Linked DNA regions of Gossypium hirsutum: region 2 is linked to region 1. The links are chromatin contacts, called in public Hi-C maps. All regions are on one chromosome and are shown on one strand. Each heading gives the region's core, a stretch centred on a gene start, on an enhancer-like site or on the middle of the called end of the contact. The rest is flanking DNA. Distances are from core to core; before and after follow the strand shown. Region 1 has its middle 13 kb from the start of LOC121229369. Region 2 overlaps LOC107958387 (protein Brevis radix-like 2).

What was found. Hi-C and Micro-C count contacts between places; a contact is called where the count stands out from the background.
Region 2: a contact with region 1 is called in a Hi-C map of leaf, with 1.9 times the contacts expected there. The contact joins two enhancer-like sites. A contact is called at or near these places in 4 of 34 Hi-C or Micro-C datasets (all in leaf).

The regions. Positions count from the first base shown.
Region 1 is chrA05:13,436,494-13,442,866 of Gossypium_hirsutum_v2.1, forward strand. It overlaps the pseudogene LOC107958411. Among protein-coding and RNA genes, the nearest start is that of LOC121229369, 13 kb to the right of the region's middle. Within about 2 kb of position 4,773, at least 2 of the 9 cell types and tissues checked have an H3K27ac peak or open chromatin away from gene starts, as enhancers often do. A contact at or near this core is called in leaf, where this site is marked.
Region 2 is chrA05:13,478,371-13,485,060 of Gossypium_hirsutum_v2.1, forward strand. It overlaps LOC107958387 (protein Brevis radix-like 2), which reads left to right. Exons shown (of 5, transcript XM_016894151.2): 3 at 1,052-1,187; 4 at 1,617-2,008; 5 at 2,131-2,740. The coding sequence ends at 2,209. Among protein-coding and RNA genes, the nearest start is that of LOC107958387, 6.3 kb to the left of the region's middle. Within about 2 kb of position 2,806, at least 3 of the 9 cell types and tissues checked have an H3K27ac peak or open chromatin away from gene starts, as enhancers often do. A contact at or near this core is called in leaf, where this site is marked.

The sequences.
Region 1 (6,373 bases), core at 3,523-6,022:
CCTTCACCAGTAGCAAGCACTTGCTCAAATCCCAACATAAGTATCTCATCATTGCCATTCAAAACTACATCACACGGTGTAAATCTCTGCCAAAAAAATAACCCTAAATGAAAAATCATCAATCAAATCAAATAACGATCAGACCTTAAGATTACCAGGCAAGTATGACTTAGATGGTTGAGAGAGGTGGTGAAAAAGACTTCGTGGACAACAAGTTCACAAGCATTTAGGACTATGAACTTAGTTGTTTCCACGATGCTGAGATTAATATGAACTAAACCAGAAAAAGTACAGGCAGAGAGATCAAGTTTGAGATAAAGATCATAACGTTTTGGGATGGCAAATTTTGGTAGCCTTGGTTGGCCTTTGAACTGTTCTATGTTCTGTTTTTGATCCATTTCTAAATCCCAACTTTCCTCCTTTCTTCCTAATCGAGTTATATGAAATGTGAGAATGAGACGATATGTTGGAGAAATGAAGAGAGATTTATATAGCAATGTTGTGTGGAAAATTTTTCCCACTTTAGTAGTTAACGTTTTAAAGCTATTGGCTTTTACTTGGAATCTTTATCAGCTCCTTGTTTTTATGCAAAAGGGGTGACTAAAAAGGTAGAAAAACCAAGTCAGAAAGAGACATGAACCGGGACTATGAATGGTCACTAGTAGCTGCTGACCACGGCATGCTACTTGATTAATATTAAACCAATTAAACCTTCGGCCTGCCCAATTTTTTATGGAGTCACAATCTACCCACAATCCATTTGCATTTGCCATTAATTGCATTATCATTCATGTCATTGTACCACAACAAACAGAACTTATTACTACCATTTGTTTCCAATGCTTCAGTTAGACAATGATGTCATTGTCTTAAATCCATGGCTTAGACGCTTTAATTAATCCATTCAACCACAAAACACCCTGGAGTTCACCCCAAATCGCAGAATGAAATGCGCCATCTATAGTGTTACATGGGTGGAGGTCCGCTGCCACAAAATTATTGAAACAATTTTGTCAAGCAATCTTTCATCATATAAGTCTTTATGGAACATGAAAGTTGAGCGATTGTTTTTGTTGGAGTTTTTAAGAAAATTTGCTATAAAAAAACAATAAAGACAAGAACAAAGTAGAAATAAATTTTGATGGAAAGTGTATTTTTTATTGAACTAAAAAACTAACACTTATACATCAAACAAAATTCAACAACCAATAACTAAAACAACTAAAACATTCATAAACGATAAATCTCTAAAAGTCAACACCAAAATGAAAATACCTAAAAATAACTAAATTATTTTGACTGAAATTGCTTGAGGCAAATCCTCAACACTGCTCCTTCCTTCAATTGCTGCAAATTCCAAGTATTTCTCTGAGAAATTCAAATTTCTGTTGTGGGGTATATGGAGCAGGGAGTTAGTGTTTAATCTCAACTTCTTCAGAAAACAGATTGAATTGATTAGATGTGTACTCCTTACCATTATCAGACTTTAAAGCTTGAATCTTACGGTCACTTTGAGTTTCAAACCATTGCTTGAATTTTTAAAACAAGCCAGCAACCTCTGACTTGAATTTGAGGAAATAAATCCAGCACATCCTAATATAGTCATCAATGAAACTATGCAATACTTACTCCCTTTGAGTGACGGAGGTTTTTAAGGTCCAATTAGGTCTATGTGGATTCATTTCAGCTCTCCAAGTCGCTTTTTTCAAAGGAAGTCTTGCGAGCTTACCAAATTGGCAAGTTTTGCAATATGGTATATTAGCTTCAAGATGAGGTAGCCCCTAAACCAGATCCTAATAGCATGATTTAAATGTCCAAGCCTTTTGTGTCACATTTCTGCATTGATCTTAGTTGCAGCATAGGTTTTTTGCTCCCGTTTTAAAGAATACAAAGTAAAGCTTTTTCCCTTCATCATTTTTTGAATACATCTTTACCTTCTGCATCCTTGATTTGACAATGATTGGTTTCAAAGACAACTTTGAAGCCCTTTTCAAGCAACTAACCAACACTAAACAAAATTTGATTTATATTAAGTACAAATAACAAATCATTGATTAGCTTTGTACCTGAGGGCATCTAATTGCCACAATGCCTTTGCCTTTAACAGTAAAATAGTCTCCATTAACAAATTGTATTTTAGAAACTATCGAAATATATAACTCCCTAAAGAGATCACGATCAAATGTCATATGGTTTGTGCCACCACTATCAATAAGACACTTTTCATTACCTCTCTTTCCACAATGCACACAAAGAGTAAAAACAAATTTTTTGTCTCCCTGATTTGACTGAACTCTTGCAAGCAGTGCACCCTCGACAGACCTTCAGACCTCTTCTTTGTTCTTGTGCTTTTAAAGCATTCAGTAATTCTGCCAATTCTAATTTTTGACATATTTTTAGCATTTTCCAAAGAAGAAATAGTTGCTTCAAATCCTTCAGGGATTGTTACAAAATTTTTTTGAACCAATCTAAAATCAATAAATTCAAGCCAAGTAATCTTACTTTGTTAGCAATGCTGAGTAATCTATCAGAATACTCTTTTAACTATCATGGAGTCTTTCATATTCTAAAGTTCAAATTCTCTTATTAAGTTGAGAATGTGCATTTCCTTTCCTTACATCTCCTTCATATTCTTCCTTCAAGAAATTCTAAACTTCAAATGCTGATTTCTTTTTGCCATAATTCTAACAAAGATTTCTGGTGAGTCTGCAGTAAATAATATAGTTCTAGCCTTGGACTTTTTTGTTTTCTTCTCCTTATGATTCTTTAGTTGCACCATGCTTGGATTTGCAGGCAAGGAGGAACTTCGTAGTATTCCTCAACAGCTTCCCAAAGATCATTTGTCTCCAATTAACCTCCATCCTCACTACCCATACATAATAGCCTTCCCAATTGAAAATAGGTGGAGTAAGTGCAGTGAAAAAGGTTTCTAAATCCATAAAAGAAAAAAAAAATCCTCTCAATGATATGTCCCTTTAAGAAGATGGTTCTTATATCAAATTGTTGAAGTTTTTGAGAAAACTTCCAGGAAAAGAAAAAACAACGAAGACAAGAATAAAGTAAAACTAATTTTTTTATGGAAAGTGTATTTTTTATTGAACTGGAAAACTAATACTTAGAGTAAAAATTCAACAATCAATGACTAAAAATAAGGAACTAAAAGATTCATAATCAATAAATCCTAAAAATCAGCAACAAATTTAAAATAACTAAAATAGCTAAATTATTTTGAGTGCAGTAGTTGAGACAAATGTTCAATAATTACAAGAAAAATAGGATAAAGGTAGAGAAATCATTCAAGTATAAGATGATAGAGCGTAGATAGGAATCTCGCCATGCGTCACGAATTGATGGTAGACTCAATTCTGACTAGTTTTCCACACTTATTTTCAGTAGTTGAAAATTATCATGCCTACTAGTGAAAAATTGGCTAGCTCTGGCTACCTTGTAGAGCAAACCAAATCTCCCAAAATCACACTGCGGGGTTTTTTATAAAATTAATTCAAAAAATTTAATTAATTACATAAATAATTTATTTTTTAATTAAACACGTAAATAACTTAAAATATATAATGAAAGCATGCCACATCAATAATTAGAATAAAAAAATATTTTTTAATGAAGCTATGTAAAATAGTCTTACCTGTATAAATATTAAAAAAATATTATAATTTTAAAAAAAATAAAAGAACTTTAAAAAGAATTTCTATTTTTTTATAGAGCTAAATAAATTGACCCCGTCAATTTTCAAAGCTGGCACCCCTTTTCCCAAAGAGGTTCTTTTTTCTTTAAATTTTTTTGAAATTTTAAATATATTAAACAATCTTTTTTGTCTTTACCTATTAAAAAGGATACTAAAAAATTAAAATTAGTTATACTCAACATTTTCTTTAACATTTTTATATTTAAAATTTTTAAATTTTTTAAAATTTTAAATATATTAAAAATATTTTTTCTCTTTACTATTAAAAATAGATTAAATATATTAAAATTTTAATTTATTTAAAATTTCAATATATTTAAAAAATATATTGAATATATTAAAATTTTAAAATGTTAAAGAAAATGTTGAGTATAACTAATTTTAAATTTTTAATATACTTAATATATTTAAATATATTAAAATTTTGAACATATTAAAAAAATTAAAAGTATAACTAATTTTAAAATTTTAAAATATTTTTTAATAGGTAAAGATAAAAAAGATTTTTTTAATATATTTAAAATTTTTAAAAACTTTAAAAAAAATCACATTGCAGCTTTGGAAACTGGTGGCGCCAATCTTTTTGGCTCCACTAGAAAATAATTTTTTTTTAAAGTCTGCCCATTTTTTTAAAATTTGTAGTATTTTCTTTTACATGATTGCTAACGTGATCTGTTGGTGGCATCAAACTCTTTAGCTATACCAAATTTCACTGTAAATTTTAAGTCATTTACGTGTCTTATAAAAAAATAGTCATTTATATAATTAATTAAAATTTTAGATTAATTTTATAAAAAAAGCCTCTGAATTGAACACAAATACAACCAGCTTAAGCTGGTTTCCACTGATTTTTTAGTATTCCTACATTTTTTTTTAAAGTCTAAAGGACATTTCATTGCGGATTTAAGGTTCTGATGGAATATATTGCAGAGATTATATATGTAGTCTTACCTTGGCAGAAGTGCACACAGAGAGATAAATTTGAAAATAAACCCATGCCTCTTAGTGGCTTTCTTTTTCAGCACTTCTATATGGAGATGGATGTAATATAATTGATAGTTTAAATTTATTAGTTGTTTGTAAGTTCGCTAGCTATCCAAGGGGCAAATAAAAGAGTAGCATTCCACGCTCAAGCAGAAGGAAGCAACAAAGTAGCATTCCACGCTCAAGCAGAAGGAAGCAACAAACATTTTGGTAATCTATACTTGACCAACGCATGCATTACACCATGAATCGGAGCAACATGAAGCTAGATACACAGTGCTAAACAAAGAGGTATATATCACACCCATTCACACTGGGCCAGCTTGATGAGAGGATTTGTAAATGTGAAGAACATAAGTTAAATGATAGAAGGAAAACATAAAATATAGAAGATCATAACATGAGTGGATCGACATATTTAAATTACTATATATCCACTTGTGTAGTATAAGGAAATTTCCTTATACAATAAACTTCAAAGTTTAAATTTATCCATGTTACAAAACCTTCGTTAAGCCAAAAATGAGTCCACCATTCCATTGTTACAAGATTGCCGAACCATTGGTGAGCAACTTCATGTACTACAACTATTGTAAGCTGACAAGAAGGAAATGTTACAACGAAAAATTTGTTGCTAAGTACCTTTTGGATTGATGGAAAAATATTCTTTTACTGCTGGAGTGCGCTTTTTTATAAAATTAACCTAAAAAATTAATTAATTACATAAATAATTTAATTTTTTTAATAAAATATGTAAATGACTTAAAATCTATAATGAAAGTTGGTAAAACTAAAGAGTTTGGCGCCATCAACTTGTCACATGAACAACCAAATTAAAAAAATTAATTTTTTTGTGTAAAATGGCGCCATCTATATAAATACCAGAGAAATATTATAATTTAAAAAAAAATAAAGGGACTTAAAATTTTTTTTTCCTTTTTTTGTGGAGCCAAATAAATTTAGCCACCAATGTTCAAAATTGTCCACCTTTTTCCTTTTAAAATTTTAAATATATTAAAAAAACCTTTTTTTTCTTTGCCTGTTAAAAAATATATTAAAATTTTAAAATTAATTATACTTCAAAATACATTTTCTTTAACATATTTAAAATTTTAATATATTTAAATTTTTTTAAGTTTTTTAAAAAAATTTTAAATATATTAAAAATATTTTTTCTCTTTACCTATTAAAAAATATATTAAAATTTAAAATTGGTTATACTTAATAATTTTTTAATATATTTAGTTTTTTTAAATATATTAAATATATTAAAATTTTAAATTAGTTATACTTAAAATTTTTTAATATATTTAAAATTTTAATATATTTAATTTTTTAAGTTTTTTAAAATTTTAAATATATTAAGAAAATTTTTTTTGTCTTCACTTATTAAAAATATATTTAAGTATATTAAAATTTTAAAATTAATTATACTTAACATTTTTTAATATATTTAAAATTTTAAAAAAACTTTAAAAATATCACATTTGGAAACATGTGGCACCAATTTATTTGACTCCAATAGAAAATAATTTTTTTTAAAATTCGCCTATTTTTCAAAAATTATAGTATTTTCTTAATATTTATATAAGTAGCATCATTTTATATTGCTGCACCAATTTTCGTTATAGATTTTAAATTATTTACATATTTAATTTAAAAATAAGTCATTTATATAATTAATTA
Region 2 (6,690 bases), core at 1,556-4,055, 40 kb after region 1:
CGTTTTGGAGTTGTCCCCTTGTAGTTTGGATTCATTCTTGGCTATTGGTTTTGGTATTGTAGGTTTCAATTTGTTGGATTGTCATTGCATGTGGTTAGTATGGTGGTGGTGGTGGTGGTGGTAATTGGAGCTGGGACCTTTTGACATTATCCTTTGTCATTTTATGTGTGATTATCACACTAAATTTTCATGTGAGGTTTCATGAGCGAAAATCTATATAGCATCATTGAAGCGGCCCCATATATGGGTCTCTCTTTATGGATTAGACCCACATTGCAAGTTGGCATTATAGCTTTCTTTGCATTTCTGGCGAATTATGGAAATAGCATGGGCAATCAGTCCATTGTTCCTACCAAAATAAGCTCAAGCTGAGCTGTATGGTTAAAGCAGTCGATCAGTATGTGACTCGTACTCCTTGGGCAGTTGGCCTTAATCGTGCTATGTGCCTAAGTTAATTTGACGTTGAGGTGACACTTAAGGCCAAGTTCTATGTGATCTTTCTGTAGACTGTTCACTGTAGTGTAACCCTAAAGGAGTAAATAAATGTCTCTTCGCATGTGATGTAGACTGTTCAGTGTAGGTGAATCTAGTGTAACCCTCAAGGATTGAAGTAATGTCTCTTCGATTGTGATGTAGACCCACCTTTTATGTGCTGATTAGATCGATAAATTGATGGGATATATACTTATGATAAATTATTGTATAGAGACCATCTTTAGACTATATAGCACAAAGAGCATTTTAGGTTTAATATTGTCAATTGGGAAGTTAAATATCTATGGCTTTGCTCGTCAATCACCTTCTTTTTCTTCATGGCATTTTGAATGGCAACCGATGTTCTTAATTATCTTATTAACGGGTTCAAGAGTAATCATGTGGCCCTAGGCTTCTCTAGTTCTGTTGAATAAACAACTATGTCTTCAATGGGTTCAAGTTTAAATATCAAAGCACTTGGTTTTTGTAACTTTGTTAAGTAATCAATTCCTTTCTGTAGTTTATTGTTCTTTGCTTGGACTGCTCATCTCCTTTTTCGTTTCTTGTTAAATATCAGTCGTGAGATGTTTAATAAATGGCAAGCTCAGAGGTGGTGGGCAGAGAACTATGACAAGGTCATGGAATTATACAATGTACAACGCTTTAATCGTCAAGCGGTTCCACTTCCAACTCCCCCTGGCTCTGAAGATAAAGTAAGTTTCTATAGCATGTCCTTTTAACTTTTTAGTTGTTCTTGGTTAAATCTTAGTTCTTGTTTAGTCAAGGGTTCAGCTTCATTCTGTTGACTTTTAAGTGATTTATAAAACTCTGTAACCATGATTCTGGATGATTTATTGGATACTTGCACTATTAGCTCGAAATTAAGAAATCTAATTAGCTGTATTTACTTACCCAACGTCCAAAACGATGTAATTAGTCACCTTTTTGCCTTGGTTTTTATTTTTCAGTTGACTATAGGTAATATTTTCAGGGTTTCAATCAATATTGTTCTTTTATGCTATAAAGCCCACTTTGGGGTTTACTCCTTTAAAAGGACTTTTGCCAGCATCTCACATTTTGTAAAATGACAGGTCCGTAAGTATTTTAGTTTTTAAAAATTAGTGTTTGTCTCTCCCTTTCAGGGATCAATAACTGAATCTGCAAAGGACAGTCCTGTGACTCCACCCCTGAACAAAGAACGCCCTCATAACTTTATCCGGCCAACAGGAATGGGCTATTCGTCATCAGACTCCCTGGATCACCACCCAATGCAATCCCATCAATGCTACGACTCAGCTGCTCTTGTTTCAACACCAATACTCTCCAGCATTTATGGAGCCAAGACTGAGACGTCATCGATAGATGGTTCTGTTAGAACTAGTTCATCACGAGAGGCAGATCAGTCTGGAGAGCTCTCCATCAGTAATGCCAGTGACATGGAAACCGAATGGGTTGAACAGGATGAACCAGGGGTTTACATCACTATTAGAGCACTTCCAGGTGGTACTCGGGAGCTTAGACGTGTCCGCTTCAGGTATGCAGTTTGTTTTTCATCTGTCTTGGACATAAAGCTAGCTAACAACTCCATTAATGTTAATTCAAGCATCATCTCGGAACAATAACAACCATTTTTCTTCCTTTGCATGTATGATGCAGCCGAGAAAAGTTCGGAGAAATGCATGCGAGGATGTGGTGGGAAGAAAACCGAGCCAGGATACAAGAACAATACTTGTGAGACATAGCAAAAGCAATTAGGTAGTGCATTTTCAAGTTTATCTCCTTTTTTTTTACCATTGGTATTTAGACAAATTATGTGTGCCTGAGACACAAGTTATCACAAAGCCTACTACATGAATGTACCAACTCTGATACCTGCCCAGTATTCAAGGAATGAAGACGCTAAGAACATAACCTGAGAAAAGGGAAGAAAAATAGAAATAGAGAATATGAGAGAGATTAATCAGAAGGCTTTTCCAAGGTTGGTTGCTCACTGAAGTTTGTGCTAAATTAAGTTGACAATGGCAAGCACCAAAATTCTATAGAGAAAAGATTATTCCCCTCTCATATTTTCTTATTCTTTTTTCCTTTCTCTGCTACTATTCTTCTTAGTGTATTTATTACTTGAAAATTAGGCACTCATCACTCTGCTTAGATTAGATATTAGATATATCCTCAAATAGATTTTTTTTCTTCTTTTTTTTTCCAATATTTGATTGGATGCTTTGGGGTTTCACAAATTAAAAGATGATTTATTTATTTGGTCCTATTTCAGGCAGAGCTCTACTTTTCACCCAAGAGAACCTATCTCAATTCGCATTTTGCAGTTCTTTTCCCCTTTGATATGGAGTGCTTATGGGCCTATGATCCACAGCACAACATATTGTGGGCTTCAAAGCCTTTCTTTTTAGGGAAATACATATTTTTAAAATACAACACATGAAAAAAAAATCCATGACTTTTTTTTCTCTAAATTTTATTATTATTTAAAAGGAAAAACTACCTAGGTTAGTGGACTTTTTGGATATTTTTATTTTAGTCACCTAAATATATTTTTTTAATTTATCACTATTGTTACAATAATTTATCATTTTGATAACCCATTCATTTTCTTAATAACGGAATTTGATGTGACATTATGTATTTTTTTATTCATTTTATTTCACATAAGTAATCGATTGACACGATAAATAAATGATTGAGATTAAAAAAAATGACATCTTGGGATTTTTAACCCAAAACTAAATAAAACGAGGCATTTGAATTTTTAATAAAAAAAAGGTAAATTTAAGGTAAAAAAAACCTAAAAACCAAACCACCACTTAAGGTTTGAATTGAAAAATGATTTTAGGGTAATCAAATGGGGGGTTTAAAAGTTAGTTCGATAGTATTGTTGTTGTTGATCGGTCTATTAGTGTTTAGGGTTTATTTGTAACAATCATTTGATAGCAATGGATGGGTGGAATAGTCAATCGAATTTGAAACCGAGTAGGGGGAATGGATTTAAAAATTTTACATTATTACATGGAAACTACTAGCCAGCTAGGAGCAATTATGTGGACATTATATATCATGCCACATCAATCTCTGTAAGTGAAAAACAAATGGGTGAAAAGATGATAAATTATTGTAACAAACATGATCAAATTGGAAGTTTTTTTAATTTGGATGGTCAAAATGAAAGTGCTCAAAAATTTGAGTGATCAACTTGATAGTTTACCTTTATTTAAGCCTTAACAATATTGCTAAAGTAGTCTTGACACTTGTAACACCCCTAACCCGTATCTGTCGCTAGAATAGAATTTCGGAGCATTACCGAGTAATTATAATCTAAACATACATTTCAAATATTTCAAAAACTAATCGTTTAACATGTTCAAAACACAATCAAACATATTCAAAACATGCCAAAACAATCATCCTAAGTGCCTGACCAATGTACCATCATTGGTACCACATTTATATCATCAAAATATCAATTAAATTAAAATTATAAACATGTCAAAATTCATCAATTTGACCTAACTCAAATCTGCCTAAGACATTAACTTAAATTCACATACACATCTAGATTTGGTTCAATTTACCATACCATAATATGGCTTCAAACACATGTTTATATGTGTATACCAAACCAACATTACATTTATAACCTCATTTACAATCCATCCACAAAATAATTATTATTTAAACATCCTAGTCTAGGTACATGCCGACACAAAAGATAAATATCACCACATTTGAGTTCAAGTTCGTTGTTGGATATTGAATCGACGATAAAAAATAAAATATCTAATCATGAATTTTGAGCTATTCGACGTCAATTTTATCCTTCTCATTTTTAGTCGAGGATTCCAGTACAATGTTAGCAATTAAATTTGAACAATTTGGAGCCCTAATGTCGTGCGTCTCCTTCTTTTCTTCTTTCTTTTTTCTTTTCTTTCTAATTTATATGGCTTTATCTTCTTCTTTTTTATTTGTTTTATTTTACATTAATTAATTATTATATAATATATATACATTTACTTACTTATTAAGTTTTCTCACTATTATAATATATAAAATAAATTTACACATAAATTATATAAATAATTCACTAATGTCGTGCACTTAATGGAATAAGATATAATTGCTTCTTTAGTCCTTTTAATTATTTTTTAATCTATAATTCAATTTCCACCTATACGTGATTTAGTCCTTATATATAATTACTTTTAATTCAAGTAAATTCACTTAACCGGAATCTAATTAACTATACAATTAGCTTCGTAAATATTTTTAATAAATATTTAAGAGTCTGATTTACAAGAACGGAGTTTCGGAAATGCACTTTCTGACATCTCTGACACTAATATGTATTACTTAAATTTTAATTTAATTTACTTGTACCAATTAATTTATTTAAATTTTAAAATTAGAAAATATAGTTGGTAAAGACGAAGGCTTTAGGTTCGTGACCCATCATGTACAATTATATATACAAGTTTTAGTTTCATCATATGTAGACCTCATTATGGATTAGGTCGGGTCATTGCTAAAATTTATCCTAGTTTTTTAGATTCAGCTCAAAATATATGTTTAAAATTTTGTTCAAATCTAACCTAGATAAAAAATGCTAAACTCAAGCCCAACTCGGCTCGCCTATATTAAATTTTTTATATAAAAAGAAATTTTAAAAAAAATTATACATCAAATGCACTAAAAACATTAAAATAAATGTTTCCCAACAAATTGAAAATGCATTAAAAAGTGTTTATACTTAAATAACATATAATTGCAACTTAGCAAGCATATGTCTTTAAAATAGTAACAAAATTAACAATTAAATAAGAGTTATACAATATTCAAACAACAACAACAAAATAGTAACAATATAATAGCAAAATGACAGCAAAACAACAACAAGCAACAATAAAACTGTAATGACCCAAAATTCATGGGCATCGGAAAAGTATAATATCGGGCCTCCGTCCTAGTAAATTGAGTCCGAAAATAATTATTAGAAATATTTACGAGACTAGTTGTGTGTTTAGTTAAGTTTTAGATAGGTGAATTTAGTTTAATTATGAGTAATTAGTAAAAAGGATTAAATTGAATAAAGAGTGAAAGCATAATTATAGATTAAAAGAAATCATAAGGGACCAAATAGGTAATTAAGCCTATTTTATTACATGAGGCGGCAAATGTGCATAAAAATCTTAGATTTTTATGACAATTAATTATAAAATATTAAATATATTATTACTATTATTATTAAATAAATTAAAATAAAGACATGATAAAGTAATACATGTGTAATTAAAGTATGTATATATTTGTAGTTTATAGATTTAATTTGCTTATTAATTAGTATAAGATATTTATTATTTATTATTAGTTATTAGTTATTATTAAATTAAAAGATATTTAATAATTAAATAATTAGTATAAGATTTTGGGTAATAATAAATTATGATTTTGCCAAGTGTGTGGTAAAAATAAAATACAAGTGTATTACATTTATTTATTTACTTGAAAATTAAGTAAAAGATAATTGTTAATTAAATAATAATATTATGAGATTTTTATTGATAAATTAGTTAGATTGAGACAAGTGTATGGTGATGAATTAATGCAAGAGTACTAATAAAATACATACATTTGTAATACTTATAATTAATTAATATAATATAAAGTAAATGAAATAAAAAAAAATAAAAACAAAGCAAAAGAAAGGAAAGAAACAGAATAGAAGAGATGAAAGAGGGGAGAAACAGGGGAGAAAGAAGAAAAAGAAGAAAATAGGGAAAATAGGGTTTTTGAAGCTTGAAATTTAAATTGGTAAGTCAAATTAGCCCTTTTCTCTTAATTCTAATGTTCTAAAAGCTTTAAAACAAAGTTTTGATGGAATTAAGTTGATATTTTGTAAGTTCATAGGTTTTCAAGTATAGTTTATGTTGAACAAAAGAGATGAATTAGGGATTAACTTGAAGGAATTTTAAGTTAGAATTGAAAAAGGGATTAAATTGTAAAAGAAACTATAAGTTTTATGTTTTAGGGACTAAATTGAGGGAAATTTGAAATTAGCAAAATATGCTGAAATTTTGATAGTTAAATTTTAGTTTGGATGAAATTTGAATAGAAATAGAGTGTGAATTGAATTAGGAAAGTAAGTGAATTTAGTTAGGATTAAATTGAGAATTAGGAAGAAATTGAATAGAAATTCAATTATTTATTATA